Regions from separate parts of the Mus musculus genome. Here region 1 is linked to region 2. Evidence: chromatin contacts called from public Hi-C data. All regions are on one chromosome and are shown on one strand. Each heading gives the region's core, a stretch centred on a gene start, on an enhancer-like site or on the middle of the called end of the contact. The rest is flanking DNA. Distances are from core to core; before and after follow the strand shown. Region 1 overlaps Fam222b (family with sequence similarity 222, member B). Region 2 holds the start of Dhrs13os (dehydrogenase/reductase (SDR family) member 13, opposite strand).

The links. A called contact is a pair of places that touch in the nucleus more often than the background predicts.
Region 1: a Hi-C map of bone marrow-derived macrophages shows a contact between it and region 2, with 45 read pairs. The contact joins the enhancer-like site here to the promoter of Dhrs13os in region 2. A contact is called at or near these places in 12 of 39 promoter capture datasets (Sertoli cells, cranial neural crest, embryonic stem cells and 6 more), 1 of 15 datasets of contacts at CTCF or cohesin (CD8 T cells), 3 of 484 Hi-C or Micro-C datasets (bone marrow-derived macrophages, embryonic stem cells and myeloid progenitors), 14 of 115 datasets of contacts at active chromatin or transcription factors (the 230-238 cell line, CD8 T cells, the HPC-7 cell line and 10 more) and 4 of 9 other capture datasets (adipose tissue, embryonic stem cells, liver and 1 more).

Annotation. Positions count from the first base shown.
Region 1 is chr11:78,122,611-78,128,320 of GRCm38.p6, forward strand. All of the region lies in intron 1 of Fam222b (family with sequence similarity 222, member B), which reads left to right. Among named protein-coding and RNA genes, the nearest start is that of Fam222b, 31 kb to the left of the region's middle. Within about 2 kb of position 4,226, at least 57 of the 459 cell types and tissues checked have an H3K27ac peak or open chromatin away from gene starts, as enhancers often do. A contact at or near this core is called in the 230-238 cell line, adipose tissue, bone marrow-derived macrophages and 2 more, where this site is marked.
Region 2 is chr11:78,031,380-78,037,279 of GRCm38.p6, forward strand. Dhrs13os (dehydrogenase/reductase (SDR family) member 13, opposite strand) reads right to left here and starts at 1,286. Exons shown (of 2, transcript NR_152257.1): 1 at 778-1,286; 2 at 1-552. Dhrs13 (dehydrogenase/reductase (SDR family) member 13) reads left to right here and starts at 934. Exons shown (of 5, transcript NM_183286.2): 1 at 934-1,119; 2 at 1,206-1,324; 3 at 2,634-2,757; 4 at 2,896-3,207; 5 at 5,483-5,900. The coding sequence starts at 993.

The DNA of each region.
Region 1 (5,710 bases), core at 2,976-5,475, 94 kb after region 2:
TTGCAAACATTACACTATTTTGATTTCTTTCCTCTGGATTTCTAACTGTATTTAACGGTTTTCTCCTATAATGTAGGAAATCCTTCCTTTAAGTTATTTAAAAATAGGGGTAGAATTCAATGGAAGAACATAAACTTAGCACCCCCAAAGCTCTGGGTTTCATCCCCAGGACTGCAAAAAAAAAAAAAAAGTCAACAAGTAAAAATTTCCTGCTTTCTCCTTGGAATGCTGTTTTTGTTTCTCTGGTTGCCAAGGGAATCCAAAGATTAGGACACTATTACCAATCAAAAGAAAAAAGGGAAAAAGGTTTCCTGTGGGATGTTCTAAGAAATAAAGACAAACTCCACAATAGATGAAGTTGGTTACATTCCAGCCCTTATCAGCAGACATACAGGACTACGGTTAACGCTTCCTTTCTGACCACTGGAACAACCACCTCTTGATTATTCATTATTTCTACAAAAAAAAAAAAAAAAAAAAAAAAAAAGCAAAGAAGCAAAGCATAGAAGAAATACCCAAAGATGCTGCAGAGCCATGCTTTTATTTTACTACTTTGTGCGTATGGGTGACTGTGCACCATGTGTGCGCCTATGTCCACAGAGCCAGAAGAGGACATCAGAGCCCCTAGACCCAAACTTGCAGGTGATCCTGGGGCACCTTTTTTGAGATGGGGTCTCAGTACGTAACTCTGGGTGGCTTGGACCTAGAGTAAACCAGGCAGACTTTGAATCGCAGAGCTCCACCAGCATCTGACTGTTGTTTTTGAGACAGAGGCACTTTACAAAAACAGTCCAAAGTAGTTCTGTTAGTTAATGCGTTAGGTCTACTGTACATCAACTGTTTGGTTGAGGGCAGTATCAAGGCAGGGCTCATGTGAGCCAGTGTAATATGAGGGTCTGTGAGGACTCAGTAGCACTGCTGTTAGCTCAGGGAGTCTGATCCTGAGTAACTTATTTTACATCTATTTAAGCTCAGCACAATTTGGTGAAAGTTTTCCTTGTGATAAGTAACTTAGTTCCTGTGTACAATAAAGCTTAAGACAGAATTAGGTGTTGTGGCCTTGACTTTAGTCCCAGCACTTGGGAGGCAGAGGCAGGAGGATCTCTGAGTTCCAGACCAGCCTGGTTCTCAGAGTGAGTTCCAGGACAGCGATGGTTACACAGAGAAACCCTGTCTTGAAAAACCAAAAAGGAAGCTTAAGACATGACTATATCCAAACTCTTTGTAATAGTACATGGAACATCTTCCATAAAGATATGTTCTATAGATTGGCAGAGCTCATGATAAGGGTCTAAGAAAGGATCCAGTGTGGTCTTGCCACACAGTGCAAACAAAGATCACCAGGCTATTAACCACACCCAATCCCAGCCTTTTGTGTAGTAAACAGGCTTTCCTTCTCTCTGTGTTTAACATTGCTTTCCCTAGTGCTGATCTGAGTATAAGGACCTCTGTCTATGCCTGCCACAGTGTCCACATGCTGGAGTTATGATCTGATACCACCATGCCTAGCTCTCTGTGTTGTTTGTTTGTATGTTTGTGGTGGTAGGTTTTGTTTGTTTTTGTTTTTTGTTTTGTTTGGAGTCTTTCTATATAGCCTTGGCTGTCCTGTGTCTTGCTATCTAGAACAGTCTCTGGCTTCCAACTCAGATCAGTCTGCCTCTGTCTCCCAAGTGCTGGGATTAAGAGTATGTTGCCACCACTCTTAAAACTATACCTGGCATCTTCTGTTAACAGCTTTATGTTCACATTTCACGAGGGATTTTGTTCTTCTCTTTTGTATTCCCAGTGGTTTGCCACAGTTCCTGATACATAATGGGTACTTAGTGAATGTGAGTGTCTTTACTAAATGTTTCAGTGTGTTTCGGGCTATTTACCGTCTCTATATTACAGTGTCTAGATCCCTCACTTATAATAATTTGTTTGTTTGCTTTCCGAGACAGGGTTTCTCTGTATAGCCCTGGCTGTCCTGAAACTCACTCTGTAGACCAGGCTGGCCTTGAACTCAGAAATCCGCCTGCCTCTGCCTCCCAAGTGCTGGGATTAAAGGCATGCACCACCACGTCCGGCCTATAATAATTTTTTTTTAACATCTCAAATGCAATTACCCCTTTTCACATCAGATAATCTCCTCTCCCTTTATGGTTTATGGGGGAATTGTGTATGAACGCTCTATAGCTGGGATGGATGTGATATATATATATATATATATATATATATATATATATATATATATATATATACATACACACATACATATATGAATGGATATATATGAATGAGAGAAAAGGGAGATCTATTCAATGTAGCCAACACACTGGGGAAAGGGGCAAAGAGATCCAGTGACCCCCACAAACCCATTATTCTTGTGCCCTGAAGTGAGATTAAAGCTAGAGGACCGGCAGGGAGTAGGCTCCTTCATGATGGAGGTGTGGTGCAGCTCAGCCCCCTCCGCCCCCCATCTTTAGCTCTTAGATCTATAATCTCACCCCTGTAGACAAGGGTTTCTGTGCCTACTGGCCCAGGCTTGAGATTCCTGGGGAAATTCCAATTTCTTAGGGCACATTGCTTTAATAGTCTGATAGGTAGTGTCTGGATATATTCATTTCTTCCAGACTGGTTAAATTTTTCAGCTCTTATTTTAACACCTCTGTTTTGAAGTAGAATATGTCTATTCCTCAAACAAACATAATAATCTGAATGCAAGTAGGAACTAAAGCTAGGGCACACATAATTAATACAAGGTAGCTGTGTAAAAGATCATGGATTTCTGAGTTTGAGGCCAGCGTGGTCTACAGAGTGAGTTCCAGGACAGCCAGGGCTACACAGAGAAACCCTGTTTTCAAAAACCAAACCAAAACAAAACAAAACAAAACAAAAAGATCAGCTCCCCCTGCCCCCTAACCTCTTAGCTTTTAGTTTCTTTTTGAAGAATCAATTTCATCTTGTGGGGTTGAGACAGAGTCTTGCCCTGAGACCTAGGCTGGTCTGAAACTTAGGATCCTCCTGCTTCAGCTTCCCAAGTGTTAGTGTTATAGACAAGAGCTGCCAGGCACAGCATGGCTTCATTTAAACTCAGCAACTCCCCCTCTCCTCTGTTGAACAGTATTCTCTAAAGACATTGCTGATTAACCATCTGGCTGTTTGTATTCCATTTTCCCGTGGTACCAGGATAAGATCTGTCCCAGTGGGTCTCAGTTTCATTCTGTCTTTCCTGTGGGCAGTGTCCTAGCATCTCAAAAACAAAACAAAACTTGTTCAAGCTCCCTTTTCAGAAGCTGTACTGGTAATAAATTTTAGAAGCCTTATATAGCACAAGAGGCGTGTCTGACTTCCTCTGCGAGCTCACTGTTGATTACGTAGTTAATGGACGAGGAGAAAGAACAACCAAATTTTATATGTATTTTGGGAATCGGTTTCTAATTTTAACTTGGGAATATTTTTTATTTTATTGTTAAACAAAGGTCAAGTACTTAAAAAATTGGCCAGCCATAGTAGCACATGGGGGGTGGGGGTGGGGCAGAAGCATGCAGATCTCTGGGTTCCAGGACACCCTGTCTCGAAAAAGCCTCCAAAAAGTTAAAAAAAAAATTTAAAATCCTATTTTTATAACAGTAACAAATGAAGTTCTTTTTGTTCATGAAAATATCTTTTATTCGGTAACAATTTTTACATGTGAACAACGTATTTTAACCATGTCCACCCCAGATATCCCCCAACAGGTCCCCCTTCTCACTTCATGTTTTTTTCTTCTTTAAAGGCCCCTGAGTCTAGTCAGTGCTGCCTGTTGGGATGCTTTCTGGTCTTGTTGGCTTGATCGTGGGCAGGTCAGCAGCGACCTGCAGTGAGTTCATGAGTACAGGGAACATGGCGTGTATTCACACCAACACCTCCCACCCCTGCCTCTCACATCTATATTACACCCTCTTCTGTGATGATCCTTAAGCCTTGGGGGCGTGGGGGTGGGGTGGCAGGCTTGATACAGATGTGCTGTTTGGGCCTGAGACCCAATACACACTTATTCTAAGCATTTTGACTCTTTATGAGTTCCTCCTTACCTGCTGCCCACTGCAAAGGATCCTTTCCTGACTGAGGTTGGAGGCATATGTATGTAAACATGAGGAATTTAGAAGGCAGTTTGACATGTCTGTTTAGCAAGACGTTATTAGTGGGTTACAACTTCCCCAGGCATGAGCTTGGGAACAGGGTTGCAAATGTCTTTCTCCTTCCTGTGGGGCAAGCCCCAGATCCGGTCTGAGAGCATTGGCTCCATAACCTTCATGTACAGTGTGCAGATCTTGCTTGACTGGTTGGTGCTGTAGAAGATATGGTCACCATCGATCCCTTGGGGTCATATCATGCAAAGCACCTACCTGTGCTGTGGAAACCGTAGCCAGCAAGGAGGAAGTTTCCAAGTCAGTTGCAGCTTGTTTTTCCTGTGTTGTAACCAAAATGTGTTGTGGCAGCACCACAGTCTTGCTACCTAGTGCTGATGCACTAAAGAGCAACAGTAGCCTGGGTCTCAGGCCTCCTTGCACAGTAACTCATGGGAGGTATTTGACACTTAGCACTAAGATTTTTCATTATTATTTTTTGACTTTAAAATGCCTTTTAAAATTAGATTTACTTATTCCCTTTATAGCCCAAAATCAGCCCTTCCTCTCTTCCTAGGACCCCCTCATTCTCTTTTGAGAAGGTGAGACCCCCTCTGGGTATCAGTCCCCCCCAACCCCCATTTATATTCTTTTCTTTTCTTTTCTTTCTTTTTTTTAAAGATTTATTTATTATATGGAAGTACACTGTAGCTGTCTTCAGACACTCCAGAAGAGGGCATCAGATCTCATTACGGATGGTTGTGAGCCACCATGTGGTTGCTGAAATTTGAACTCAGGACCTTCGGAAGAGCAGTCAGTGCTCTTACCCACTGAGCCGTCTCTCCAGCCCCCTATTTTCTTTTCTTATGACAGGGTTTCTCTGTGTAGCCCTGGTTGTCCTGGCATTTTCTCTGTAGACCAGGGTGGCCTCAAATGCAGAGTTTACCAAGGGAAAAAGTAATGCTGAGCACGTTGGAACAAGTCTGTAATCCCACTACTCAAAAGATAAACCTAGCAGGTTGCCTTGACTTTGAGGCCAGCCTAGACCTCGAAACAAGATCCATTCTCAGTGAACAGCAATAAAACACGGCCAGGTGGAGGATGTGCAGGGAGGGAGGGCTCAGTGAGTAAAGGGCACTGCGGCCAAGTCTGATGATTTTGGTTCTGTGCTGGGGCCCACATGGTGGGAAGGAAAAACTATTTCCTGAGTTATTTTCTGGCTCTGGTGTGCATGTGTATATACACACACATTTTTCTCTTTGTAACCAAAATGTGTTTTGTCAGCAATATATGAAAAGTTAGGAAAAAAAAAAAAAAGGAGAGGTAGCATTAAGGGCCAGTTGTGGTGACACACGCCTTTAACCCCAGTGCTCAGGAGGCAAAGGTAGGTGGATCTCTTGAGTTAGAGGCCACGGCCAGCCTGGTCTACAGAGCAAATTCTAGGACAGCCAGAGCAACAGAGAGACCCTGTCTTAAACAAAAAAGTTTGACTTTTTAAAACGGGTCTGTCCCTGCGTGGGTCAGCCAGTGGTGATGTGTCATACCTGCTATCCCACGTGCAGAAGTGGAGAGACAGTGGGATCACTGCAGGTCCAAGGCCAGCATGGACTGTAGACAGT
Region 2 (5,900 bases), core at 36-2,535:
CAAAGGCAGAAAGGAACTACCTGTCCTTCACTGTCCTAGGCAAGGTCCTGCTTGGAATGCCCACATCCCTAGCTGTCCCTGCCCAGCTTACCCTCAGTCACTGTTTCCAGAGTAATGGAGTGTCTACCTACCTAGTCTTGCTACCTGTGAACCGTTCTAGAAACAAATTACCGCCTTTTCGAAAGCAGAGGTCATGGAGTAACAACCATGTAATACCCACTGTTTCGGAGTTTGAGGAAGGAGGATCTCAAATTTAAGGCCACCATGGGCCTAGGGAAACCACCTCCAAAATCGACAGGGAAAGGGGTGGGGTCACAAAGTTAGGAAATCACATGGTTGAATCCTGACAACCCTGTCAGTGCCAGCATAAGAAGCCTCATGCCTCTGGCCTGTAACGGGAAATGTCCTAGAAGAGCAGCGGAGGGCTGGATAATGAAAGAATGAGAAAAGAGTCGCTTCATTGAGGAAAAGGCATCCAGGACTCGACTCCAGACACACGAGCCCATTCATGTACACAGGACTCCAGACTGAGAGACTGCTACATACTCACACCTAGAGTAAACAGAGATGTTCATTCAGTCACACGCGTTGGTGGAGACTACAGATGCATGCACAGCCTGGAGGACTCCCGCGATGGGCACAGACACCTACGCAGTGCTCTCACCGCCGGCGCCCGCCCAGAATCCAGAAGCACGCCCAAAGCCTGAGCGGAGATCTCAGGGCCCTAGGCATGCACACACCCACCCGTCCCTCAGGCAGATGTTTCCGGGTACTTACCGAGCACGCGTTCCCGGGAGTTCGCAAGCCTAGAGGGCGCTCCCAGGACTCCAAGGTGTTTCTCCTAGGCACGCCGCCAGGGCACGCAGGCGCACGCCTAGGGGGCGCTCGCAGGGGCCACGCGTGCGCGCACACCCCTGCCCAGCCTGCCGCCGCCCTCGCGAGGCCGAGGCGGGAGCGACGAGGCCCGGGCGGGAATCGGGAGCACTGCCGGCATGGAGATGCTGCTGCTGGGCGCCGGGCTGCTGCTGGGCGCCTACGTGCTTGTCTACTACAACCTGGTGAAGGCCCCGTCGTGCGGCGGCATCGGCAGCCTTCGGGGCCGCACGGTCGTGGTCACTGGTGAGTGCGCGCGAGCGGGCGGCGGGGAGGCCGGGCGGGTGGCCGCGGCCCGACCGGCTGAGCTGGCTCCCACCCGCCGCCCGCAGGCGCCAATAGCGGCATCGGAAAGATGACAGCGCTGGAGCTGGCGCGCCGGGGAGCGCGCGTGGTGCTGGCCTGCCGCAGCCGGGAGCGCGGGGAAGCGGCCGCTTTCGACCTCCGTCAGGTGAGACCATAGGGGAATGCGGGAGGCGGGTGAGCCCGGGACGCGGAGGGCGGAGCAGAGCGACGGAGGAATCAAGATCTGAGAGGAGAGAGCCTCACTATCCCTTAAACAGAGAGGAAGATGCAGGGACTGCTGTGGTCTTTAATCTTGAGAGCTTTAAGAATCAGAGTTAATGAAGTCAGGTGTGGTCCCAGCACCGGGCTGCGAGCTCAAGGCCAGCCTTGGCAAAGGCGACAAAGAAGGAAGGGTTAGGATAATGAAGAGATGCAGAAAGAACAGCAGGTGCAAATGCCCTGAGACTAGAGAGTCTAATTGGAGAGACAGGGGGCGGGAGATGAAGCAAGGAATAAAAGGAATGTCCTGAAGTGGTTCTGAGCCACAGCCAGCTTCTGAAGGCCCTTCCAAATACCATCGAGTTGAAGACAGCTGAGCAGAGAAGACACTTCAGTAGGCTCTGGACCATCCTGATGGCTTTTTCAGATGAATTTCTTAGAACTGTGCGGTGTCTAGACTGCAGAGGACAGGAGTGAGAGGGTCACATACCTTTAATCCTAGCACTTGAGAGGCAGAGACAGGTAGATTTCTGTGAGTTGAAGACCAGCTTGGGCTACATCCTAAGACTCTGTCTCAAAATAAACAAGCAAACAAATAAAATAAATTTTTTTTAAAAAGGTGTGTAAGAGAAGACCACAGTCTCTTAGGAAAAGTTTGTTACAGCAGGACATGCTGGTGCACACCTGTAATTCCAGCCCTGAAGAGGCTGAGGAAGGGAGATCATGAGTTCCAAGGCAGTCTGAGCTACGTAGCAAGATGCTGTCTACAACAGGTGAAAGGCTGTAATTGATTTTTATGGTAAATGATAATAAAAACAAGGGATGTTAATGGCAAATACCTGCACGCTGCTGACTGGGTATTTAATATATATTAACTCTAGCTCAGGCAGGCCTTGAACTGGTGACAAAAGGGTAGCTAGGATAACCAATGTGTGCCACCACACCAGACATACATGTATTTTATCTGATTTAACTCTCCCAGCTTTTTTTTCCAGTAGAAAGTATTATTATTGCTGTTAATATTATTACTATCCTCTCATTTTTCAGTAAGAGAACAGAGGCCCAAAAGATATTCAGTATCACGTCTGAAGTCACACTCTAGTTAGGGGCAAAGTCAAGATTTGAATCCACACACCCATTACACGCTGATGCATAGAGGCAGGTTTTAGTCATAGGTGGGTAGACTCTCAGAAGCCTGGAAAGAGGGAGGAGAAGGGAGATACCCAGTAACAATCCTAGCCCTTGCTGCTCCACAGGAAAGTGGAAACAATGAGGTCATCTTCATGGCCTTGGACTTGGCCAGTCTGGCCTCCGTGCAGGCCTTTGCCACAGCCTTCTTAAGCTCTGAGCCAAGGCTGGACGTCCTCATCCACAATGCAGGTGAGGAGTAGCAGGCCCTGTGGGAGGGCGGCGGGGAGCCTGGAGAGGCAGACCCTCCAGCAGACACATCTCACAAGTGGGGATTCTAAGACCTGTGGGACACCTATGACAGCACCTCATGCCTAGCTTCTGCTCTAGGGATCAGCTCCTGTGGCCGGACTCGGGAAACCTTTAACCTGCTGTTGCGAGTGAACCATGTTGGCCCTTTTCTGCTGACGCACTTGTTGCTACCCCGCCTGAGGTCATGTGCCCCCAGCCGTGTGGTAATAGTGTCATCGGCTGCCCACCGACGTGGTCGTCTCGACTTCACACGTCTGGACTGCCCAGTGGTGGGCTGGCAGCAGGAGCTTCGGGCGTACGCTGACAGCAAACTAGCCAACGTGCTGTTTGCCCGGGAGCTTGCCACCCAGCTTGAGGGCACTGGTGTTACCTGCTATGCGGCCCACCCAGGTGAGGCCTGACTGACGGCTCTTCCTTACTTCTCTAGCATCTTTGTATGTTACTATGTGCCTCCATACCCCCAGTCTCCTATTGAGTCACAGAATGGAAACATGGTCAAAGGGAAACCTGTTCCTTGCTGATCTTGGGAGCAGACTTTCTTCTCATCTGTTTTCTTCCTTGCTCACCTTCACGCTTGGATGCTGACCACTGGCTTGGGGATAAAACAAGATCCTGATGATAATATAGAGGGCTGCGGCTGCAGCTGATAGGTAGAACACATGTCCTAGTATAGGCCAAACCCTGAGCTTCTGCTCTTTGGTTTAGGATGTTTGGTTGGTTGGTTGTTTGGTTGATTTGGTTTTGAGACAGGATCTCACTGTGTAGACTAAGCTGGCCTGGAGTTTGCTTTGTAGGCAAGGCTGGCCTCAAACATCCAAAGACCTGCCTGCTTCTGTCTCCAGAGTGCTGGGATCAAAGGTATGGAACATCATTCCTGGCTTAGTTTAGTGTGTGTGTGTGTGTGTGTGTGTGTGTGTATGTGTATGTGTTAGTTTTCTCTGCATGGCTATATACTGTAGTGGTGGCAGTGCCCACAGACGTAAGATTCTCCTAGCACTGGTGTTACGGATGGTTGTGACCTTCCTTCCATGTGGGTGCTAAGAACCAACCTAGGGGCTGGAGAGATGGCTCAGCGGTTAAGAGCACTGACTGCTCTTCCAGAGGTCCTGAGTTCAGTTCCCAGTAGCCACATGGTGGCTCACAACCATCTGTAATGGGGTCTGATGCCCTCTTCTGGTGTGTTTGAAAATAGCTACAGTGCACTCATATGAATAAAAAAATAAATAAAATCTTTAAAACCAAAAACCCAGGTCCTCTACAAGAGCAGCGAGTACTCTTAACCACTGAGCCATCTGGTTGTTCTAGCTGTTTGTTGGCATTTTATTTTGTTCTGTTTTTTGTTTTAGTTTTGATGGGGGAGGGGGGTGGTTGAGACAGTTTTCTGGAATTCTGGGTAGCTCAGTCAAGCCTCAAATTCACCCCAAACTTCTTGCCTCATATTTAGATTTCCCATATAAGCCACCACACCAAGCTAAGATTGGGTTTGGTCCCCAACACCACTGAAAAGACAAGTCAGGGCGGTGGTGATGATAAGTACGGTGCCATCCAGTCAAGGATCCCTTTCTTTATGGAACCTACTATACAGTAGGCATGATTTATGTGCTGGGACAAAAGTAGTGAGGCCGCCTTGGTCTGTAAGACCCCGTCTCTCTGAGAGAAGACAAAGCAAACACCAAGGACCTCGCCCTCATATCCCATGACAAGTGGCGATAACATCCGGAGAGAGACACTAGGGAAAGATAAACAGGAAAAGAGGGACCTTCTCAGATGTAACGTTTTTATTTTGTCAGTGGCTGTCAAGGAAGACACTTGGTTAGAATTGAACACAGATCTGAAAGAGATAAAGGGATCTTTGAAGCTCAGAACTTGAATAAGGAGCACAGAGGCAGGTGTTGCTAATGTGCTGCAGGAGGCTGGTGTGCCTAGAACGGAGGAGGAGGAGACATGGGCTGGTGAATCATCTTTGTCCTTAGACAATAGGCTACAATAGACAGGGCTCGCCTAGATCATCGTACTAACATCTTAGAAAACCGTTGTTTGGGGCTTCTTTGTAATCGCACTGATAATAATGCTATTAACCTTTATTAAGCTCTTGTTACAATTACAGATCCCCAGTGTTAAAAAAAAAAAACGGTGGCTGATATACTATAGGTTCTTAAAAATGATGGCTAAACAAAGGAATGGGGCTCAAGATAGATGAAAAGCTGGTATGAATTAGGCACTGTGGTACCCCCAGTGGGAAGCTGAGGCAGGTGTATTGCTGCCAGTTCGAGGTTAGACTGAATTTACAGAGGCGTGAGACTCTTTCTCAGAAAGAAAGGAAAGGACCAGGGATGTAGCTCAGTTGATAGAGTACTAGACAGCAGGTACACAGCCCTGGGTTCAAGTCACTAGCACCAAAAGCGGGGACAATAGCGATTAAACAGCAAAGAACATAGAACACACATAAGCACAGCCTAGGAGATGGGACTATACAGGCCGTTAGGCTGGTAGGAAGGCTTTCTGTAGGAAATGGGTTAAATCACCTTGTGGGGCCCCTGAATACCTGGTAGACACTTTCCCTGGAAGCAGATTCTACCGTCTGATCCTAGCTGGTTTTTTTCCCTGCCTGATGCCTGGGCCCCCATTGCCTTCCTCCACAAATCCTCTTTCTTCCTGCCCACAGGACCTGTGAACTCGGAGCTCTTCCTGCGTCATCTTCCTGGATGGCTGCGTCCTATTTTGCGCCCACTGGCTTGGCTGGTGCTCCGGGCACCTCAAGGGGGTGCCCAGACACCCCTGTACTGCGCTCTGCAGGAGGGCATTGAGCCCCTCAGCGGGAGATATTTTGCCAACTGCCACGTGGAGGAGGTCTCCCCAGCTGCTAGAGATGACCAGGCTGCTCAAAGGCTATGGAAAGCTACCAAGAAGTTGGCAGGGCTTGCACCTGGAGACGATGATGATGACCCTGATGAAGAGCCGGAACCTGAGGATCCCAGGGCCCCATCTTCTCAGAGCGCCCCCAGCCCTGAGAAAACCACAGTTTCTGGACCTTCTCATAGCTATCAGGGCTCGCAAGACTTATCCAAATTGACACAGCGAAG